Regions from separate parts of the Mus musculus genome. Here region 2 is linked to region 1. The links are chromatin contacts, called in public HiChIP or PLAC-seq maps. All regions are on one chromosome and are shown on one strand. The core of a region is the stretch at or near the end of the contact, and the rest is flanking DNA. Distances in the headings are between cores, read along the strand shown.

Region 1 (4,671 bases), core at 687-3,186:
CTCTTAATGTACTATTTAAGTCAGGAAATACAACATTTCTAATTTTCTTTGCTTGCAAAGGTAAATATGTCTACAGACTTAGAGGGGACAGATATGTTAGCAGAGAAAGCAGATCGGAGAGAGTATATTGATCTTCTAAAGAAAATGCTGACGATTGATGCAGATAAGAGAATCACGCCTCTGAAGACTCTTAACCACCAATTTGTGACGATGAGTCACCTCCTGGACTTTCCTCACAGCAGCCAGTGAGTATGGGGGTCGGGCTGTGCCGCTGTGTCCGCACAGCAGCCAGTGAGTATGGGGTCGGGCTGTGCCGCTGTGTCCACACAGCAGCCAGTGAGTATGGGGTCGGCTGTGCCGCTGTGTCCACACAGCAGCCAGTGAGTATGGGGTCAGGTGTGCCGCTGTGTCCACACAGCAGCCAGTGAGTATGGGGTAGTCGGGTGTGCCGCTGTGTCCACACAGCAGCCAGTGAGTATGGGGTCGGCTGTGCCGCTGTGTCCACACAGCAGCCAGTGAGTATGGGGTAGTCGGGTGTGCCACTGTGTCCACACAGCAGCCAGTGAGTATGGGGTCGGGTTGTGCCGCTGTGTCCACACAGCAGCCAGTGAGTATGGGGTCGGCTGTGCCGCTGTGTCCACACAGCAGCCAGTGAGTATGGGGTAGTCGGGTGTGCCACTGTGTCCACACAGCAGCCAGTGAGTATGGGGTCGGGTTGTGCCGCTGTGTCCACACAGCAGCCAGTGAGTATGGGGTCGGGTGTGCCGCTGTGTCCACACAGCAGCCAGTGAGTATGGGGGTCGGGCTGTGCCGCTGTGCCTCGGTGGAGTTGCCATCTTATTTCCAGGGCGCTGCCAGGTCAGCAGTCATTTTGTTGCTGGTAAATTGACTCACTGGTGCTTTTCTTTCTAAAAGCTGTGGGCTTAGAGAGAGGTGTCGATTTTTCTTCTTGTTAGAACAACCCTTGGTTCTTCTTTCTGAAAATATTTGGAAACAAATACTTTGTTCCATGTCTGTTTTGAATTTTTTGTTTTAACTCCAGCATTCATTTAGTGTATTTCTAATCTTTTTCAGCGTTAAGTCCTGTTTCCAGAACATGGAGATCTGCAAGCGGAGGGTTCACATGTATGACACAGTGAGTCAGATCAAGAGTCCCTTCACTACACATGTCGCTCCAAATACAAGCACAAATCTAACCATGAGCTTCAGCAACCAGCTCAACACAGTGCACAATCAGGTACAGTGAGGGACTGTGGGAACTCGAGCCTAGGTGGGGCAGAGGCAGTAAGAGAGACCAGTCCTATGCTGCTATTTCTGTTGCTTCTTTAGCATTTTCTGTGTGAGGGCCTGGGCAAGATGGCTCATCAGGTAAAAGTCCTTGCCGTGCAAGCCTGGGGGCCTCAGTTTGATCATGAAAAGTCATGGTAGAAAACTTAATTTCCAAAAGTTGTCCTCAGACTGTAGAACACGCATGCCCACACTCACAGGTATCATGCATGTGTGATAATAATGCAGGCCAGTTTCGGGCTCAGTCTTCTCTGTTATGAAGAAAAGAATTGGCAAACATAATAAACGACCAAATAGATGTACCTGCCAGCCATATTCGGACAGTATTTAAATACATGTCCTTATAAGACTTAGTGTACATGGGCTCTGAATATTGAATTACTTGTTGCTGCTAGATTACTAAGCTTGATCAAGTAATTTACTCTTTTGCAATAGGATTTTATATGTACTCATATACATAAAATAAATAAACCTTTTAAAAAAGGTGGCATTATATTTGCTTGCTAATAAGAAAAGTCTCTCTAAAAATGTAAGCTCAGTTTTTTAGTTTGGTGTACTTTTTAAAAACCTGTAAGTGCTTATGAGTTTCAGTGGACTCTCCTATGAAGCATGCTGCTGACATAGCTGAGCTTTGTGTCATCACTTCCCAGACAGCACCAGCGTAACCATGTGTCACTCCTCATGTGCTGACTCACCTTCCCTTCATAGTACCACTCTCTGCTTGCTTATTTCTGGTTCTGGAGATGGAATCTAGGCAAACACTGTATTACCGTATTCCTGAGCTGTGTATCCCTAGCCCTGGAAAACTTAGAGAGTTATTTCAAAGATAACTAGTATTACATTTTAAAGTTTTGTTCTGGGCTGACAAGATGGCCCCATCATGAGGAAGGGTGCTTGCTGCCACGCCTCACACCCTGACTGTTACTCCCAGAACCCATATGGTAAGAAGCGAGCTCTGACCCTCCCTCAAGTCGTCCTTTGACATCATTTGCACATGGTGCAATAAACAAATAAATGCTTTAAAAAGATAAAAGGCTATAAAGCTGGATGTAGTGCTGTACACCTTATTCAGGCAGAGAGAAGTAGACATGTCTCTGAGGTCTCAGCCAGCCTGTCTAACATAATGAATTCTAGGCCTTCTAGAACTACATAGGAAGACCTTGTTTTAAAAAACAAAACAAAGTAAACAAACCTTTTGTTTTTAGTTTTTATTTTTTAAGACTAGGGATATAGCTCAGATGACAGTGCTTGCTAGCATGCATGGCCCAACATTATATCCTCTGCATTGCAAAAGCAAGTATGGTGGTACACCTTAAGTCCCATATCCAGATGATGAGACGGGAGGATCAAAAGTTCAAATGTCACTCTTGGATAGATAAGGAGTTTGGTGCCAGCCTGGACTACATGAGAGTCAGCCTCAAAAGTTTTTCTTTAAAAAAAAAATTTGAGAGCTAGGAGGGCAGGGTGTGTGAGTAATGGCACATGCCTTTAGTCCCAGCACTTGGAAAGGAAAAGACAGGGGGATCTCTGTGAGTTCAAGGCCAGCGTTGTCTACAAAGTGAGTTCTAGATCAGCCTTGGGTGCACAGACAAACCCTGTATGGAAAAACAAAACAATGAAGAAGATGTGCATATTGTGTACGTCCATCTTCTAATACCGTCTCTGTGTGATCTTGCTGTTTCAGGCCAGTGTTCTAGCTTCCAGCTCTACTGCAGCAGCAGCTACCCTTTCTCTGGCTAATTCAGATGTCTCGCTGCTAAACTACCAATCGGCTTTGTACCCATCGTCGGCAGCGCCAGTTCCTGGAGTTGCCCAGCAGGGTGTTTCCTTACAACCTGGAACCACCCAGATCTGCACTCAGACAGATCCATTCCAGCAAACATTTATAGTATGCCCACCTGCTTTTCAGAGTAAGTACAGAAACTCTTCCCTCTGTGGAATTAGACATTGGACTTACCTGCTCTAGAAGATCTAGTTGTTCAGTTCTGATCTTTGACAAGTTTAAACTCTGATGTAGATGACTGAAATTGGGAGCTGCCATATAGATTTTTTTCCCTTTTCATTGATTTTCTTGACCGAGTTGCTGTATAATGTGTTTGTTTCCATTGAAGGAAAATATTTGTATAAGCATATACATGTCAGTTTATAGAATATATACATCTTTAAATTGTTATAATCAGAATTGTTATGTGTTGACTTTAGTGTGACTTTATTATAGGATATAGTTAAGAATATAGAAACTAAAAATGTCAGTCATACATACAGATTATTGTTTTTTGAACTGAAAAATTCTACAAAAGGAAGCCCTTGTAGGGAAGGCACGGAGCCATCTGCTGAAGCCTGTGATTCTTAGTTTTCAAACTCCATCTTCCAATAAGATTAATTTTCATATTTCCATGTTTCCTTATTTTTCATATTGTTTCGTAATCCAGTCTGTTCAGTTCTTTCTTTTCCCCTAGAACTTGGGAAATGTGTGTTGGAAATGTCTTTTGGTAAGCTATTTGGAAGGTTAAATTATTTTGACTCTTTTCTGACAACACACTTAGCTTTCCCTTAGGAAGTCAGTGACAGGGTGGTTGTAGTGGCTCAGACCTGTAATCCCAGCATGAGGACTGTGGAGCTAGTCAGGTGTTAGAGTAAGACACTGCCTCCAAAACCAAGTAAAAGTAAAAACAAGAAATAAGCCAGACACAGATAACAAATACCATGTTTTCTCTTATATGTAATTTTCCTTATACGTAATATGTAGTTTTCTCTTATATTTAGACCCTGGATTTAAATATGCATTCTGTGACAGTGCATGAGTGAGTGAGTGAGTGAGTATGTGTGTGTGTGTGTGAGATAAAATCAGAAGGGGGATTGTGGTAGGGGAAGAAGAGATTTGTTTGTTTGTTTTTTGAGGCAAGGTTTCTCTGTGTAGCCCTGACTGTCCTGGAATTCACTCTAGACCTTAAACTTAGAAATCTGCCTGCCTCTGCCTCTGCCTCCCAAGTGCTGGGATTAAAGGCATGCACCACCACTGCCCAGCGGGGGAAGAGATCTTAAGGAAGGTGGAAATGGGCTAATGGAGAACTTGTAATTGGAAAGCAGAGGAGGGACTCTTAGTCCTTACTGCTGTGAGCAGACACCATGACCAAGGCAGTCCTTGTAAGATCAACATTTAATTGTGGAATATCATCAAGGTGTAAACATGGCAGTGTCCAGGCAGGCATGACACAGGCAGAGCTGAGAGTTATATATCTTATCTGCTGTCCTCTAAGAGAAGACTGAATTCCAGGCAGCTAGGAAGTGGGTCTGATAGCCCACACCCACAGTGACACACCTACACCTACAGGGTCACACCTTCAAATAGTGCCACTCCCTGGGCTGAGCATATACAATCCA
Region 2 (4,665 bases), core at 1,866-4,365, 920 kb before region 1:
TTTACATTTATGTTTATTCAGGAGAGACAGGAAAGTGTCCCTTGGGGAGGCCTGATCCTTAACCTCTGCACCCTAAATTCTGAGACCCACCAAGGCAGTTCCATATCAAATCAGCAGCCTTTCTTGCTCACTGGATGACAACACTCCTCAGGTCTCTTGCAGCTGTAGCCTGGACCCAAGTGTCTCGGCCTGCTATAAGAGGTAGGCTTGGGGGGGCGGGGAGGGGAGGTTTGGGGGACTTTTGGGGTAGCATTGGAAATGTAAATGAAGAAAATACCTAATTAAAAAAAAAAAGAGGTAGGCCTCCTTAAGATCAGCTCTGGGTCAGGGCTGGTCTGGGAACACCTCCGCAGACACTTAAACATGTGCAGTATGAGCTCATTACACCAGCTGGTCTACAGGGGCAAAGTCTTTAGGCAGTTGATTTGGGTCATCCTACTGTCCAGAGATGTCCCATGATCCAGGGCAAAGGGCATGCATGCCCTAGGCCTGCTGAGTTGGCCTGAAGCCTGGGCTTGCACCCTCCTCAGTCTGGACACAGTCTAGAGCGCCTCAGCAGAGCTTCTGTCTGATGAAGCTAAGTGGTAGAAAACAGTCAGAGCTGTGTGGGCACCAGGAAGACTGCACCAGGGCAGGCAGCTCCCCTTACTGTCAACCCTGCCCAGTCCCTGTCACTGGGCCAGCTGCTGAACTAGGCTGCCCTGAAGAAGGGAGGCCGGCCTACATGCCCTCTATGAGTCTTTACTAACTTAACATTCGTCTCTTCCCACAGCCTGGCTGTAGTTAGAGTCTCTCTAGTGGAATCTCAGGTGAGGAGAGGGGTCTTTGGGCAGGTAAGTGGGATGCAGGCCTATGCTACTAAAATTGTTGTACAGGGGCATCCTGATAGTTGTTTTGTTTTGTTTTGTTTTGTTTTGTTTTGTTTTGTTTTTGAGACAGGGTCTCACTATATAGCCCTGGCTGTCCTGGAACTCACTCTGTAGACCAGGCTGGCCTCGAACTCATAGAGATCTGCTTGCCTCTGACTCCCTAGTGCTGGGATTAAAGGTGTGCATCACTTTATCTGGCTGATAATCTTATAACTGACGTCATCTCAGTTTACCAGTGCTAGCAGAGCAGCAATGCAGTGAGGGATATCCTGGGCTGGAATTAAAGGAATTTTTAAAAAAATTAAATTAAGCCAGTTGTTAGTGGTAGAAACCTTTGATCCCAGTACTCAGGAGGCAGAGGCAGGTGAATCCCTCTGAGTTTAAGACCAGCCTGGACTACAGAGTGAGTTCCAGGACAGCCAGGGATACACAGAGAAACCCTATCTCGAATCCCCCCCCTCAAATTAAGTAAATGATTAAAAATGAGGCTAACCATAGTGTCAGAGGGCCAGTTTGGTTTAAATAGTAGTGAGTTTCAGGACAGCCAAGGCCACAGAGAAATCCTGCCTCAAAAAATAAAGACAGAAACAAATTCGCAAAGAAAATAACAAAAGCCGGCCAGTGTGTCAGATACTTGTCATCCTAGCCTTTGCACGGAGGTTGGAGGACCAAGGGTCCCAGGCCAGTTGAACCGCATAAGGCTATGCCTTAAAATGGAGGAGAGTCGTTAACAAATCAATAAACTTAATCATAGGCCTTTTATTTGTGGTTCATGAGTCACAACAACACATCCTGGAGTTTGCCTTATAGAAAAGGGGTCTGAAGAAGTAGAAACAAAATGAAAAGCAGATTTGCTTGAGGCAGCAGGGTGGGGGGTGGATGGGTGGGGGGTGGGTGGGGGTGCTGTGGGGGGGGGGGTGTTCAATGCCAACAGCAGAAGAGTGACTAAGACTCTGATATGAGTTCAGTTCCCAGCATCAAATAATCAATCAGCCAATCAAAAGGTGGCACTCTTTAAATCCCAGAACTCTGGAGGTAAAGGTAGGTAGATCTCTGTTAGTTCCAAGCTGGCCAGGGCTGCTGCATCGTGAGACCATCTCAAAAACAAAAACAAAAACAAAAAAACAACAAAAACTCACATAGAAGCCGGGCGTGGTGGCGCATGCCTTTAATCCCAGCACTCGGGAGGCAGAGGCAGGCGGATTTCTGAGTTCAAGGCCAGCCTGGTATACAAAGTGAGTTCCAGGACAGCCAGGGCTATACAGAGAAACCCTTTCTCAAAAAACAAAAAGACAAAACAAACAAACCAACAAACAAAAAACAAAAAAACCTCACAAAGATAGGTTAACTGGGCTTGTACAGGTTAGCCCAAAGGGGATTTCCTATTCATAACAGCTAAACTGGCTTACTTGGAATTACAGCTATTTCTCTTTTTGCCATCATCATCATCGTCACTATCATCAGTGAAGGTTGGTAAACAACCTGGTTTTGGCTCCACTAAGCATGATTGACTTATCTTTGCCTTAGCTATGTGCCCAGTACCAATAGCCTCCCATAAATCTTAACGCTTGAAAGTCAGCTCGCATTCCCTCCGGTGGATAAATTGTCAAAGCCCAGTTGATGATGGGTGACTCTGGTTTTCTTGCGAACTTACTCTGGTTTTGTAATTTTGTTTTTGTTTTCCTTTCTTTCACTTCCTAGACGAAGCCCTTTCAGAGTGGGCAGGGAGACAGACACATGAGGAAATTCACTTCAGCAGGGCATCTGCTAAGCGTGGCAGGATTCCTGCTCCAGACTCTCAAAGCCTCCTATTAATGGAAAGAGCAGGTTAACCTGGTCTGACCGACAGGAAGCCACCGTACAGGAATAGGTGGAGTTCTGACATCCGGTGGGGACAGCTGGGGGGAGCGGATGGGGGAGGGGACACCTAGGTGTGCCAGGGGAGCCGAGGTAAAGCTAAGGTCCAGGGGGCCAGCGTGCTGGGTGGCTATGGGCCACACGAGGGCGCCGCACACTGCCACGTAAGGGCCTGAACTGTCTCTACGGAGCTATGTCGGAGAAAAGGCTTTGATGGGAAAGAGGGTGGGCGGAGACCATCCTGGGTGTCCAGCGACGGGCCCCTCTCTTGTTCCTTGAAGGTCGGCGTGAGGTCTCCCTGGACTTGGAACAGCCGCTGTTCAGGTCCTGAGGAATTAACGCCTCTGTAGATCAGGTCCAGCTGTGTGTAGGAGGGAGGATGTTTGCGGTCACTGGGGTGTGTTGTGTTAGGAATGACCGCAGTACTGGGGTGTGAGGGTGGGTGCGTGGATTTCTCCAGAGGTGTAGGTGGGAGGGAGTAGACAGTTTCTACTCCCAGGGGGCTGGCGCTAGTGTCTTCTAGGAGCAGCACTTAAGGCAAGATGTAGACCCCATTAGAATCAGACGATCTTCCCATCAGAGGAAGTCCCCCATTTGGAAACAGTCAGGATGAATGGTTGCTTTAGCTTGGCCAAGCTGCTGGGGTAAACGCCTCAAGCAGAAGCTGCATCAAAGCCTGGAGCCTGTCCAGCCATGCAGCTCAAGCACCCGGTGTCACCGAGATTTGTCCAGGGGGCACAGTGGAGATCTTGTGACCCAGGAAATAGCACTGGTCTTAGTTTAGATCAGGACATTTCCCCCTGAAAGCTGCGTGGGACAGTGGCTTGGAGCCCAGATTGGGGGGGGGGGGGAGGGATGGGAGGGGCAGCTGGAGGCTTCTGCCCACTCTCACCTTTGTCACCCAATAGCTACTTCACATGAGTCAGCTCTGCAGGCTGTACCCTGGCCTGAAGGCTCAGCCTGGGATTTGAAGGCATTAGAGTTGGTAGAAATTAACCCCCAGGATGTGAGCTTCGGGCTCGTAGGCTGAGGCTCTAGCAAGGGAAGAGGACATCCTGAGGACTGGGTGTAAGCAAGCAGAAACACGGGGAGCCTAGGCAATGCCCAGGAGGACTGCAATGGGCCAGGGAACACCAGGAAGGGTCAGTGTGAACCCAGGACTCTTGAGAACTCCAGTCGCTTCCTCTCTGCGGATCCAGACACCTCTACCATCCAGCCCCGCCCAGGCAGCTGCAATTCCTCAGCCAAATGACCCGAGACAAGAGTAAGAGGAAAACAGCTTTCTGAGCCTGCCTCTAGGGGAAAGAAGGACTATAAGAAGCAGGGATCCAGGACACAAGGTCACCGGGAAGCAGTCATGAATGTCAGGCGTGAAGGGGTGGAGATTTCAGGTCAGGGAGCTAAGGGTACACAGCTCAGTGACAGCATTTGCTTAAGAGGCCCTGGCGACAGGGTTCAGGCCTCACTACTGGAAAAAAGATTTTTCTTAGCTTATGCACAAATGGTCACGTGACATTGATAAGCAAGAGTGACTTAACCCAACACAACTCCAGTTTCACCAGCTGCAAAACTACCCTGAGGTGTTTGCAAATTTAGGAGTAAGGTAGGTAAAGGCATGCCCGTCAGGGCATGGTGATGATGGCTCACACCAGTAATCCCAGCACTTGAGAGGGTAAGGTAGAACCAATGTGGGTTTGAGACCAGCCTAACTACAGAGTTAGTTCCAGGTTTGCCTGGGCTAAGGGGAGACTGTAAACAAATAAAAAACAAAACAAAACAAAACAAAAATTTTATTGTCTTTCAACCCTAGGGGTGTCTGAGCCTTTCTCCTTCCTAACAAGTTGGCCTGGGCTCCAGACAGCAGACCTATAATTTGCCTGCACAAGTGTGATAAGAGGTCAATATTAATCTGGGTGTGGTGGTGCACACCCCAAGTCCC

Evidence for each region. HiChIP or PLAC-seq counts read pairs in DNA pulled down with a chosen protein or histone mark.
Region 2: an HNF4G HiChIP or PLAC-seq map of pancreatic cancer cells shows a contact between it and region 1. The contact joins two enhancer-like sites. A contact is called at or near these places in 2 of 39 promoter capture datasets (the C10 cell line and pre-B cells), 4 of 115 datasets of contacts at active chromatin or transcription factors (double positive thymocytes, embryonic stem cells, large pre-B cells and 1 more) and 1 of 9 other capture datasets (embryonic stem cells).

Annotation. Positions count from the first base shown.
Region 1 is chr3:103,757,061-103,761,731 of GRCm38.p6, reverse strand. It overlaps Hipk1 (homeodomain interacting protein kinase 1), which reads left to right. Exons shown (of 16, transcript NM_010432.2): 6 at 61-245; 7 at 1,075-1,237; 8 at 2,972-3,197. Among named protein-coding and RNA genes, the nearest start is that of Gm15886, 12 kb to the left of the region's middle. Within about 2 kb of position 1,936, at least 54 of the 459 cell types and tissues checked have an H3K27ac peak or open chromatin away from gene starts, as enhancers often do. A contact at or near this core is called in pancreatic cancer cells, where this site is marked.
Region 2 is chr3:104,673,796-104,678,460 of GRCm38.p6, reverse strand. It overlaps Gm34548 (a long non-coding RNA gene), which reads left to right. Exons shown (of 4, transcript XR_867542.1): 3 at 1-201; 4 at 773-910. Among named protein-coding and RNA genes, the nearest start is that of Gm34548, 4.5 kb to the left of the region's middle. Within about 2 kb of position 3,115, at least 184 of the 459 cell types and tissues checked have an H3K27ac peak or open chromatin away from gene starts, as enhancers often do. A contact at or near this core is called in pancreatic cancer cells, where this site is marked.